Linked DNA regions of Mus musculus: all the other regions are linked to region 4. Evidence: chromatin contacts called from public promoter capture Hi-C data. All regions are on one chromosome and are shown on one strand. The core of a region is the stretch at or near the end of the contact, and the rest is flanking DNA. Distances in the headings are between cores, read along the strand shown. Region 1 holds the start of Got2 (glutamatic-oxaloacetic transaminase 2, mitochondrial). Region 2 holds the start of Gins3 (GINS complex subunit 3 (Psf3 homolog)). Region 3 holds the start of Mt2 (metallothionein 2). Region 4 holds the start of Rbl2 (RB transcriptional corepressor like 2).

Region 1 (2,700 bases), core at 158-2,657, 4.8 Mb before region 4:
CATTAAATAAATATCTATTTTTTTTTAATCTAGCCCAAGGTCAGGGAGACACATGTGCCAGAAGACAGTAAGTTAGGGTAGACCAGAATGTGATTCCATGTAGGGATCTGGACTTCATGCAACAGCCCTGGAAGAAATGAAGATATCCTAAAGAGGCACTGTGTCTATCAATTTGACTACTGAAACAATGGAACCCAAAGAAATGGCAATATCTCTAGGAATCTCATACTGAAATAAGAAAAGGCCCCAGCCAGAGAGGCAACCTTTCTCCCAGAGAGTCTATACAGTTCTAGCAACTTATCAGATCCATCACCTTATAGGATGGGTTAATGGCAGGCAGGAACACAAGCTGACTGGGAATCTGTTTACGTTGGAATCTCTCATTTGAACCCCGAAGGAAAACTGGATCTTTCTGTCCAACTTCCTAGTGTGGCCACATTGAGTAAAAAAAAAAAAAAAAAATTTCGAGACAGGGTTTCTCTGTGTAGACCAGGCTGGCCTCGAACTCTGAAATCCACCTACCTCTGCCTCCCAAGTGCTGGGATTAAAGGCATGCACCACCACCACCCAGCAAGTAAATCTTTTTCTGCTTTTCACTATTTTACTTTGTTTGAGGACCAGTGACCTGGGCCTGGTTTGCAGCACATGCTGTGGCCCCCAGATTTGATAACAATCACACAGACAACTGAAGTGGCCGGAGAAATTAGACTGGCAATCTATACAGATTTCTGCAAGGCATCCCTGGGAAATAATGGCCCATGTTCAGAGTGAATTCGGTCAACTTGTGGACTTGTCTCAAATTCATTCTCCCAGCCTTTAAAAGCTTATTCATTTCTTCCAAACATAATTATGAAGACTTGATGTGCAAAAGTTTGTCGTTGGTCCTGGGTAATTTTGTATTGACTAATCAGGCTTTTTTTTTTTTTTTTTTTTTTTTTTTTTTTTTTTTTTTAGGGCATAATCTGCTAATCTCACAAGTTAATACTCACAACTGCCCCACAAAATATGCCTGTTGTCCTCTAACAGGGACATGAAAGCATTCTGAACCTTGAGAGACTTGCACTTGGGGAAACTAGTGGGTTGAAAGGAAAACCACACTGGAGCATTAGGAAAAAAAAAAAATACTTCCTCGGGTCAGTTTACATTTTTTTCCTTCTTTCAAACTGGCACGCTAGGCAGCTGCCTCTAGCGTAGCGGATGATTAACTGGAAGCAGAGCGCTGAGCACTGTGGACTGCGCATCCTCACATACAAGCTTCACAGGATTTATAGGCAGCGATTAGCAGTGCCCTTGCGAGTTTCCATGACCTCCGTGGAGGCGTCGTCGTTCTACCCCCGACCGCAAGGGGCCGCTGCGACATGATTCGCTCCAGGCGCAGGGCCGCTCTAGCCACGCCCAGGGAAGTCACTGTCCTCACCTTTTAGGAGCCCGCGCCTCGGTTCCAGCGGACGCTTCCCCAGATCTCGGCTCTACCACCATCCACTGCCGTCTTACCGCCCACCATGGCCCTCCTGCACTCCAGCCGCATCCTCTCCGGGATGGCTGCTGCCTTTCACCCAGGCCTAGCTGCTGCAGCCTCTGCCAGAGCCAGGTGAGCCGAGGGATACAGAGATGCAGCGGCACCGCGGGCCTGCCCCTGCCCAGCCGAACTGTGGACCCTGTGAAACCTGCACCCCACCCCGCGATCGGACACACGTGCGCACCTCGTGTGTCCCCAAGGGTTGACTGTCCCGAGTCTTAGAGTCCAGTGTCTGCGCCCCGGGGTGACCCCAGGACCCCTCATCCCTCCCCTGTATCTCCGGACAGAGGGCCAGCGTAGCCCCCGAGGTGGGAATTGTGGTTCTCGACTGCACCCAGAATCCCATTCTAGCGGGTGATGGGGGGTCCCAGATGTGGACTCAGCACAGTGGGGTGCGGGGCAAGGGGTGAGCACGTGGGCGGTGGCGCTGGGCCATCCTCTAGCCGATTGGCTATGGTGCCGGAGCTGCCTGTCGCTGATTGGCTGTGGTGCAGGGGGGCGCGCATGTCCTTGACCAGCTGCCCTGCGGGACAACAGGTCCAGCTGTCGGGGTCCAGAGGGTTAAATCTGCCAGTGCTGTGTAGAAGCAGCGTGCGTGACGGGGGGAAATGTGACCACATGCAAGGAGGTTCTGGGGGCGTCCAGATCCGGTGTGCATCCATGACCTTGGCGTAGTGCATCCTTCAGTGTCACCACAGTAGTGCCTGATGATCCCCTATCCCCTGACAGACCAGCCTGGCCTTTGGATGGAAAAGGGTTGAAGTGTAATGTACTTTCTTTGTTTTAAACCCTTGGGAGATTCTGTTGACTGGAAGCCATCAATCTTTCCCTGCATTTCAGTCGGCTCTTTGCTCCTTAAAATATTTCGTAACCCAGTTTCTCCGAGCCAGGCACTGGACCAGTTGCTGGTGATGCAGCTGTGAGCAAGACAAGAGGACTGACTTCCTTTTTTAAAAAAAGACAAATGAGTCATCTTAAACTAAGGTGTACTGAAAGTGCCAGGCCTAAACGGGAACTAGTAACTCCTGATTCTTCCTTGGGCCTCAGAAGAGCAGATTTGAGACAGTCTCCTGGAGTACGGCAGACACCTCCCCGGGGCACATACTAACTGGGAGCGAAGCCTACGTAACTTTTTATGCTTGCCTTCTTCCCTTTGAATGTGTTCAAGCATCTTCAAGGTA
Region 2 (2,700 bases), core at 200-2,699, 4.6 Mb before region 4:
AAAGAAAGAAAAAGAAAAGGAAAAAAGAAAAAGAAAAAAAGACCCAAACTCGGCAGGATATCTTGTTCAGTAGAGTGTAAGAGCTCAACTAAATCCTAGCCATACAGTGGTGACACACACCTTTAATCCCAGCATCAGGGAGGCAGAGGCAAAAGGATTGCTGAGTCTGAGGCCAGCTTGGTATACAGAGCCAGTTTATGTCAGCCAAGGCTACACAGAGAAACTCTGTCTCAAAAACATTAAAAAAACAAAAACAAAAGACTCCTAAATCTTTCTCTATGACAATGGGGAGCCAATAAGTTGACATTTGGGGTAGAACTCTGTGGTAGCATGCTTGCCTGGCATGTGAAACGCTCCAGGATTCACCCCCAGTCCTGGAATATTCTTCAAAAACATGGCGGTCGACTCTGAAGAGTCGACTTACAAAGGACTGTGAGGTTGAGAAGCAGCCCAGGGAGCAAAAATGAGCCTTTCTGTTGTTGAAAAAGTAAAAATGTGGTGTTTTACTTTGAGAAAAAGTACCTAGAAATAGACAGAGACAAAATTGATACCCTTCCAAACAAAACTTAAAGGACCTAACGGGAAATGAAAGTAACCATTGCAAGTTACGCTCTTGGGACAAACTCGTACTTGAAGCCATAGAGTCCAAGGTTCGAATCCCAGTTCACCATTTACTGGAGGACCCTGGCTTTGTTAACCCAGCTTTTGTTAGGTTTATGGGAGGGCAAAAGGCTTAATACGGGAAGCTGCAGTTGCCATTTTTCAGTGCGACACTGAAAATTGTTATGAGCAACCTTTTACCGAGGACTGCCTTGGTTAAGCCAGCACGGACTTACTGTGGAACCCTGGCTGAGGTACTCACTCTTTGTAGAATTGCCTAAGCGAGAAGATGACAATTTATCCCCCCATCACAGACTCCCATCCCCTGATGGACAGTCGGTCCTCGGAAACAGGCTGCAGACACTGTCATAATTGTGCCGAGTGCGCATGACAATCTGCAGTTCCCAGACTTCGAAACTTCAAATAAGTTTTATGGAAACCATGAATAGAACCAAGAGACCCTGAGATGATGGGCTGGAGCCAAAGCCAATGACTTTGGAAAGTTTGAAGACTAAGATCGGTGGCGGGAGAGTCCTCCGAGTGCTGTGCAGCTTCCCGGGACCCCCGAGGACTCCCACCGCCTCCAGATCTTGGAAACCTCTGCCCCGGCCGGGCTCGCCTCACCTGAGGGAGCGGATGGTCCGGCTCGGAGCCCGCGCCCCGCTCCAGGAAGAAGGCTCCCAGGCGCGGCATGGGCGTCTCGACCCGCACCGGCAGCTTCTCCTGCGACATCAGGATGTCGTCCAAAGACAGGAAGTTCTCCTCCGGCCCCAGAGCGCCCGACTCCACTGGGAAATACGCCTCGGACATGGCAGCTCGCAGCACAGTCAGGGATGAGGAGGGCGCGCCACCTCAGCGAACTAGGGCCGGCTTCAAACTCGCTTTCCCGCGCCGCACTCGCCAGACCCGAGCAGTCGATTTCGGCGAGCCTGCGGCCGCTCAGGCAAAAGCAATCAATAAGGTCACAGATTGGGTCCAGTGTCCCCGCCCAATGCGGAAGCCCTGGATGAGTCGGCCGGAAGTCCTCCTGCAGCTTGTAGACTAGGCTGGGGAAGGTATATGAAGCTTGAACATCATTGAAGGGACAGCATGTGTCTGTACTAACGGAACTGTGTTCATGCAGCCTTTAAATACACACATAGAATTTAAAAACATCTTTGGGGATTCAAGTAATATCATTTTACACTATGTATTCCAGCCCTCATTAATCCCGCTTTTATTGCATTTTCACTGGTAGGTTAATTATTGTCTTTGAAAACAACAGAAGAAACTAAAACGCAAGCACTAGTCCAAATGTTTAACTGTGTGCTAAGTTACAAATTATTTGTAGTATTTTGGCCGGGTGTAGGTTCAGGTGGGGTGGGAGTCTAGATGGAGTGGTAGATTTATATATGGCTGGAAGATCTGAAGTTCAGGGCCTTGCTCTACTGTCAACTGGCAAAGTCCTCGTGTGGTGATCAGTTTGGGTTCCTGAAAGAGGAAACTAGACCAGTTTCCTAGTCTTTTCACAGCCACTCTGCAAGCGGGAGCTCCTATATCAAATGCGATCACAGGTAGAGTACCTGAGAACAAAGGAAAGACCACGGTTGCTTGGTTGCTTGGTCCTAGATTTGGCGGTACATACATGAATACAGGTTGAGGCAGATTGTTGCGAGATTTGCTACCGAATTTACCTACTGTAGGAGGGCATTCCTGAGGTAGTGGTTTGTGAGCAACACAGGAAAGGGGGCGAGCATGCCTTTCATCTTTTGTATTCCTTTTTAGTTTTGAATGAAATAATTTGTTAATGTATTTACATAATTCACTACATTTAAGCAATAGCCTTCTAAATATGGACTAGAACTTTACATATGCTAAGCAATAGTCACTTGCTTTTTCTTGCCAAAAACACTTGTATCACATGAATGCTTGAAGTATTTACACCACTTTCTTTACTTTTTATTCCTCTTCTTTTAACAACCATTGCTCTAGTCAGTTTAAGACATTTTATTCCAGACAGCTACTTTAAAAAGTTGCAATAATGTCAAGCATGCTGGCACATGCCTAGAATCCCTGGACTGGGGAAGCCAAGGCAACAGGATCTCAGGGTCGAAACAAGAC
Region 3 (2,700 bases), core at 157-2,656, 3.1 Mb before region 4:
CAAAACCAAAGGTCACCAAAATTTGAGACCAAGCTGGCTTCAGAGTTAGTGGTCCTTCTGCCTCAGGCTCTCAAGTGTTGGGGTTATTACTCGTGGGAGACGTCATATCTGACTCACTCCCATTTTTATTTACAGGTATTTCATACTTTAAGCCTAAAAACCGAAAATAATTAGGGGTAGGGATGTGGCGCATTAGAGCACCTGGGTTTAGTAAGCAGGAAGCTTTCGGTTTAATCCCCAATACACACACACACACACACACACACACACACACACACACACACACACACACGCCCAGTAGGAATGGCCCATTTCTGTGACCAATGCATGCTTCTGCATGACCACTTTCTAGGCGGTCAAAGTCCAGAGAAATATAATCCGACTAGCTCAAATTCAGCTGCTGCAGTCCCATCTCAACGCCTCTGCCAGCCCTTAACCAATGCACAGAGACAAGCTGAATTAATCAAGTCAACGGCTTTTATTGTCAGTTACATGCTTTATAGAAAAAGTTGTGGAGAACGAGTCAGGGTTGTACAAAAAAGGCTAGGCTTCTACATGGTCTATTTACACAGATGTGGGGACCCCTCCGCCCCCCTTCAGGCACAGCAGCTGCACTTGTCGGAAGCCTCTTTGCAGATGCAGCCCTGGGAGCACTTCGCACAGCCCACGGGGCAGCAGGAGCAGCAGCCTGTGGGGAGAGAAGAGTTGAACGTGAGCGAGAAACCTTGTCAGAGGCACACCACCTGAACGCTCCCGGGAGGGAAGGCGCGGCGCGGCGGGCTAGGGACCCCAGGAGAGTGACGGGGAAATGGCAGAGAAGATCCAACTTACTTTTCTTGCAGGAAGTACATTTGCATTGTTTGCATTTGCAGGCGCCAGCGCAGGAGCAGGATCCATCTAAAAGTAGAAGGCAGTCAGTGAGCGCGGTTGAGTGGGACCCGGGAGTACCTGAACGCTGTTCTCCTAGGAAGGTGAGGCAAATCACCCGGGTAGGCGAGCCACTATCTCAAGGACTAGTTTAAAGGAGCAGGAGTGCTTCAGAATTCATTCGGAAGGGGTAGCCGGTCGTACCCTTAAAGTAATTACTAAAGGAGGGGCCAAAAAGCCTGTCTAGCTCTCCCAGAAATCCCGTCAGCAGTCCCCCTTACCGGAGGCACAGGAGCAGTTGGGGTCCATGGCGAGTGGAGGCGGCGGTTGAAGATCGACGAGAGATCGGTTTGAAGAGTTCTAGGAGCGTGATGGAGAGAAGCACGCGGAGCGCGACCTTTATAGCGGAGAGTATTGGGTCGAGCGCAAAAGCTCCGCCCGGGTGGAAGGCACCATGCACGCGCCCCCGCCGCCTGCACACGCCCTTTTTCTGGCTCAAGGGATATGGCCAGCACACGCCCCTGGGCCTGCGCACGACCCGAATTCTGCAAGCGGCCCTCTTTTTGCTCGTGGGACAGAGCCTGCACACGCCCTCCCCCCACCCCCCGCGCTGAGTCACACCCCCTTTCTCTGGGCTCAGGGACTGAGAGCAAAGGAGCTGAGCGCAAAGGGTCTGCGATCCGGTGGGAACCGGTTCCAGGACACCTGCTTGCTCCCGCGCGCGCCCTTTGCGGTGCCCCGGGGCCCGAGGGGCCGGGTGCAGAGGCGATGCTGAGCGACGAGACCTCTGGCCGCCCAGATCACGCCACGGGGACACAGTTTCCGCGCATGTCTTGTGTGCTAACCTGGGTGAAAGCGGGGCTTGGAGACCCTGCGTACAGGAAAACTTAGCTGGCAGTGTGAACCGGTTACAAAAACCAGCCCTACCCCTGGCTTAACTGCTGTTGGTGATGTACTCCTGCCCCCCTGCGTGTCACGTGCTGCGGGCACCGTAAGAGCTGTCGTTTTTCCTTACAAACGCTGGTTGGAGTGTTCATTATTCTCACCGTAGAAAAGTGGAAACGGAGACGCAGTCACATAGTCACTTGCCCAAGATGAGTGTAGGGTTCGAATCCACTAAGGCACCAGCCAGTTGTCAAGAGACTAGAGACCATAGACACAAGCCTTGTGCTAAGACTTACTCTTGGGGGGCGGGGGGAGGGCAGCGAGTGACAGGAAAAAATGGTGGGGGTCTTTGCTGGAGGTGGAATTCAAGAGAACGAAAGCAGTCCATTCTGGGAGGATATGGACCAGGGCCCTTTGCCAGGGTGTTTGCCAAGTAGGAAGGGCCAGATGGTGGTGTTCTGAAACACACGGATGGAAAGCCCCACGTAACCCGACCCACCTCCACCCACGGGTGGATGCTGAGGGGAAGGGTGGAGATGGCAGCCAAAATTTCTTCCCCTGGAGGTACATGGTGTTTCCCCACTTGCTTAAGTCTGCTGAAATCAGACTGGAAGTCATAGCTGGAATGTCTGTGTCATCTGCAGAGCCAGGAAACTGGTGCCGGAAGCTTCCCGGCAGGCCGACTCGGATACTTTCAACGGAGGCTGTGGGTGGGTTGTAACAGGACAGGCTGTCCTCGCAGCTCTTAGTGAAAACTGGGGCAATGCCTTCTTGACTCATTCCAGGCATTACTGGATGCCCACGGCTGTCCATGGATTGTGTGATTAAACACCGTGTCCTTTCCCTTCCTGGCACTTTCTGTGGCTGCCCTGGCTATGAACTTGAACCGGATTGATTTCTGGGCTCCCGTGCTCCCTTTCCAGACTGACCCCAGAGCAGTCTTTGCTG
Region 4 (2,700 bases), core at 92-2,591:
ATGTGACACCAGGCTTCATATGACTTAGTCTGTGATTTGAAGTCTCTGCTATGTTATAATACTCATTCTTGCTAATTTACAGCGTCATCTCTAAGGTGAAGTAAGAATTCGTTTGGGAGTATTTGTGTCCTTCAAACCAGAAGTTCTCCTCTTTGCCTGGCTATCGGAAACACTGGGTAAGGAAGGCGGCTACGGTCTCTTCAGCCAGACTGCTTCAGTCTAGGAAATTTTCTGCACACATACACACATTGCTTTAGTTAAGCTTTAGGTAAGCACTTTGAAGTGGGCACAAGTAACAAAACTGCTCACACAACATAACTGAGTTTCACTGTGGTTAAAAACTTGTCCAGAGTCACTCAGACACAGGTCTAAAGCTGCCATGTTTCTTTTTTTTGTGAGTGTAACAAATGGAGAGAGGGGAATTCGATGTGTGTCGATTTTTAAAAAAATAGAAATAAACCGACTCAGAAGAATGGCACAAGTACATCCATATCATAGTTAAATAACACCTTGCTTAGCCTTCGGGTCGGGGGCCTCTTTGCTCTGCTACTTCGATAAGCTTCCATATATAAAATCAAAGGGTCATACGCACAGGCAGCTGAAAAACAATCCGGACTTCCGTGTCACTTCCCATTGGCCCATACAGGGGAGGTGCCTGCAGAGTTGACAGGCACTAGCCCGAATAGCCATTTTCGTCAACTGCAAAGCCCCGTCCCAAGAACGGAACATAACAAGCCTACACCTGGATGACAGCCAAAAAGAGTGCCCAAGTTCAGCAACAAATGTTGTGTGTCTACACCCGCTTTTCATCTGCCCGGGGGGTGGGGGACAATAAATCCTAAGCCATTCTCACACGTAAGCAAGCCTGAAACTTAATGAGTTTCCTCTGACGGCCGCAAAGCCAGGGGGAGGCAATGGTGCGGGGCAAACGACCAAGTGATCCTAGGGCCACCCCGAGTCCCCGATCTCCACGGAGGATCTGAGCACGCACCTCCAGCGTGTAGCTCTCGCTCATGCTGCGGTAGCTGCTCCAGGCCTCGGCGCGCGCCGCCTCGTCCATGTTGAGGCGGCTGCACAGCTCCTCGAACCGCTGCTGGATCTGATGGCTCGGGGACCCCGCGGGCTGCGCGCGATCCGCGGCGTCGCCATCCTCCTCCTCTTCCTCCGAGCTGGCTGCAGCAGCTGGAGGAGGCGGTGGCGACTGGTTGCCTCCAGATGCCATGGCGCACCCCGAGGCCGCGGCTCTTCAGATGCGCTCAGGGCCCGGGCCCGCAGCCATTCAAACCGCGAAGCGCCGGCCCGTCAGCAGCCTGTCCTGCTACTGTGCCGCCCCCAAAGTTCCTCAGTCCCATGCGGGCACCCGTAGGTCTGAGCACGGCCTGCTGGGAAATGTAGTCTCGGCCGGGATCTCAGGGAGACCAAAAGTCATGGAAGAAGAAAGCAAAAAACGAGCTGTGCATCATTTAGGGGTGAATGGACACGTCCTCTACCGTTTTAAAAAGCATCTCTCAATAGTGAGACCATTCAGAAGGCTCGTTTGAAGAGAAAAAGACCAAGAAATATCGACAGGATTTAGTATATAAGCCCTTTACACACATCCTCACCTAGAGGTCCTCAGATAGTAAAGCTAAAAGGTCCAAAGTAAAGATAATAGTTTGCCTGCCCTTTCTAGTCTCTGTTGCTGAGATAAACACGGACTGTAACCAACTCGGAGAGGAAAGGGCTTATTTCATTTTAGTCTTTACAGTTCATCATTGACGGAGGTTAAAGCAGGACGCTGCTTACTGACTTAGCTCCCCGTTGCTTTATCAGCTACTTTCTTAATACAACGCCACCCCCGCGGCCGCCACCTCCCTAGGCAAGACCCACAGGTCAATCCAACAGAGAGGATTCCTCAAGTGACACTCCTATGTCAACGCTATCAATGGCAAAGGTATATTGAGCTAAGAATTGATCTCACTTCACCAAACAAAAACAAAATAAAAAACCCTCAACCCTCAACCCTCAATCACACAAATAATCATGAATGTGTTTTCAAGAATAACTTAAAATGTATATTAGCTATCACATAACTGCTCCTAGATACGGCTAAAGTTTCTTACAGATAAAAGGAAGAGCGTAGAGCAGGGACATCTGAGTGAGTCCAGAGTGGACATGACCCTGAGCCACCTGAGGGAGGAGAGTGCGGGGAGGGGGCGCGGGAGGTGAAGGGAGAGAGGGGAGAGAGGGGAACCAGGTGCAGCAGCTAGAAGGCCCAAAGGTACACCGAGCTAGAAACTAAAATGTCTGGATTATATAGGAAAGCACAGCCCACCCCTTGAGCTGGAGAGTTTTGGGTAGGGGGCTGGCTATGGTAACAGGTAGAGGTTGAGGGCTACCAGGAGAACAGAGCAGCCAGGTCCTCTTTGATATGTTAAATAGGCACCTCAGCCTTTTGTCCCCGGGCTTGAAACTTTCCTATATTTATGATTTGAGGTGTTAAAGCTACCGAATCTCTAACTAAGCTTAGATATGAAGGGAATTTCAAAGAATTTGCTCACGGAAAAGAAACTTTTAAGGCACATTGCATGGGCTTAAGTGGTGAAGAGAATCTAGTGGAGATAAACACATTGATTGAAAAGGGCTGGGGAGATTCTCAGTGGCAAAAAAAAAATCCCTCACCTGAGATCAACCTGTATAACTCACATGTGTTGCGGGAGC

The links. Promoter capture Hi-C pulls out the DNA fragments that hold promoters and counts their contacts.
Region 1: a promoter capture Hi-C map of pre-B cells shows a contact between it and region 4. The contact joins the promoter of Got2 here to the promoter of Rbl2 in region 4.
Region 2: a promoter capture Hi-C map of pre-B cells shows a contact between it and region 4. The contact joins the promoter of Gins3 here to the promoter of Rbl2 in region 4. A contact is called at or near these places in 1 of 39 promoter capture datasets (pre-B cells) and 1 of 484 Hi-C or Micro-C datasets (CD4 T cells).
Region 3: a contact with region 4 is called in a promoter capture Hi-C map of the C10 cell line. The contact joins the promoter of Mt2 here to the promoter of Rbl2 in region 4.

Annotation. Positions count from the first base shown.
Region 1 is chr8:95,887,108-95,889,807 of GRCm38.p6, reverse strand. Got2 (glutamatic-oxaloacetic transaminase 2, mitochondrial) reads left to right here and starts at 1,407. Exons shown (of 10, transcript NM_010325.3): 1 at 1,407-1,591. The coding sequence starts at 1,503.
Region 2 is chr8:95,632,308-95,635,007 of GRCm38.p6, reverse strand. It overlaps Gins3 (GINS complex subunit 3 (Psf3 homolog)), which reads right to left and starts at 1,449. Exons shown (of 3, transcript NM_030198.3): 1 at 1,225-1,449. The coding sequence starts at 1,410.
Region 3 is chr8:94,171,324-94,174,023 of GRCm38.p6, reverse strand. Mt2 (metallothionein 2) reads right to left here and starts at 1,406. Exons shown (of 3, transcript NM_008630.2): 1 at 1,149-1,406; 2 at 832-897; 3 at 457-688. The coding sequence starts at 1,176. The coding sequence ends at 597. It overlaps Gm39227 (a long non-coding RNA gene), which reads left to right and starts at 2,369. Exons shown (of 3, transcript XR_879107.2): 1 at 2,369-2,700.
Region 4 is chr8:91,068,698-91,071,397 of GRCm38.p6, reverse strand. It overlaps Rbl2 (RB transcriptional corepressor like 2), which reads right to left and starts at 1,341. Exons shown (of 22, transcript NM_011250.4): 1 at 992-1,341. The coding sequence starts at 1,222.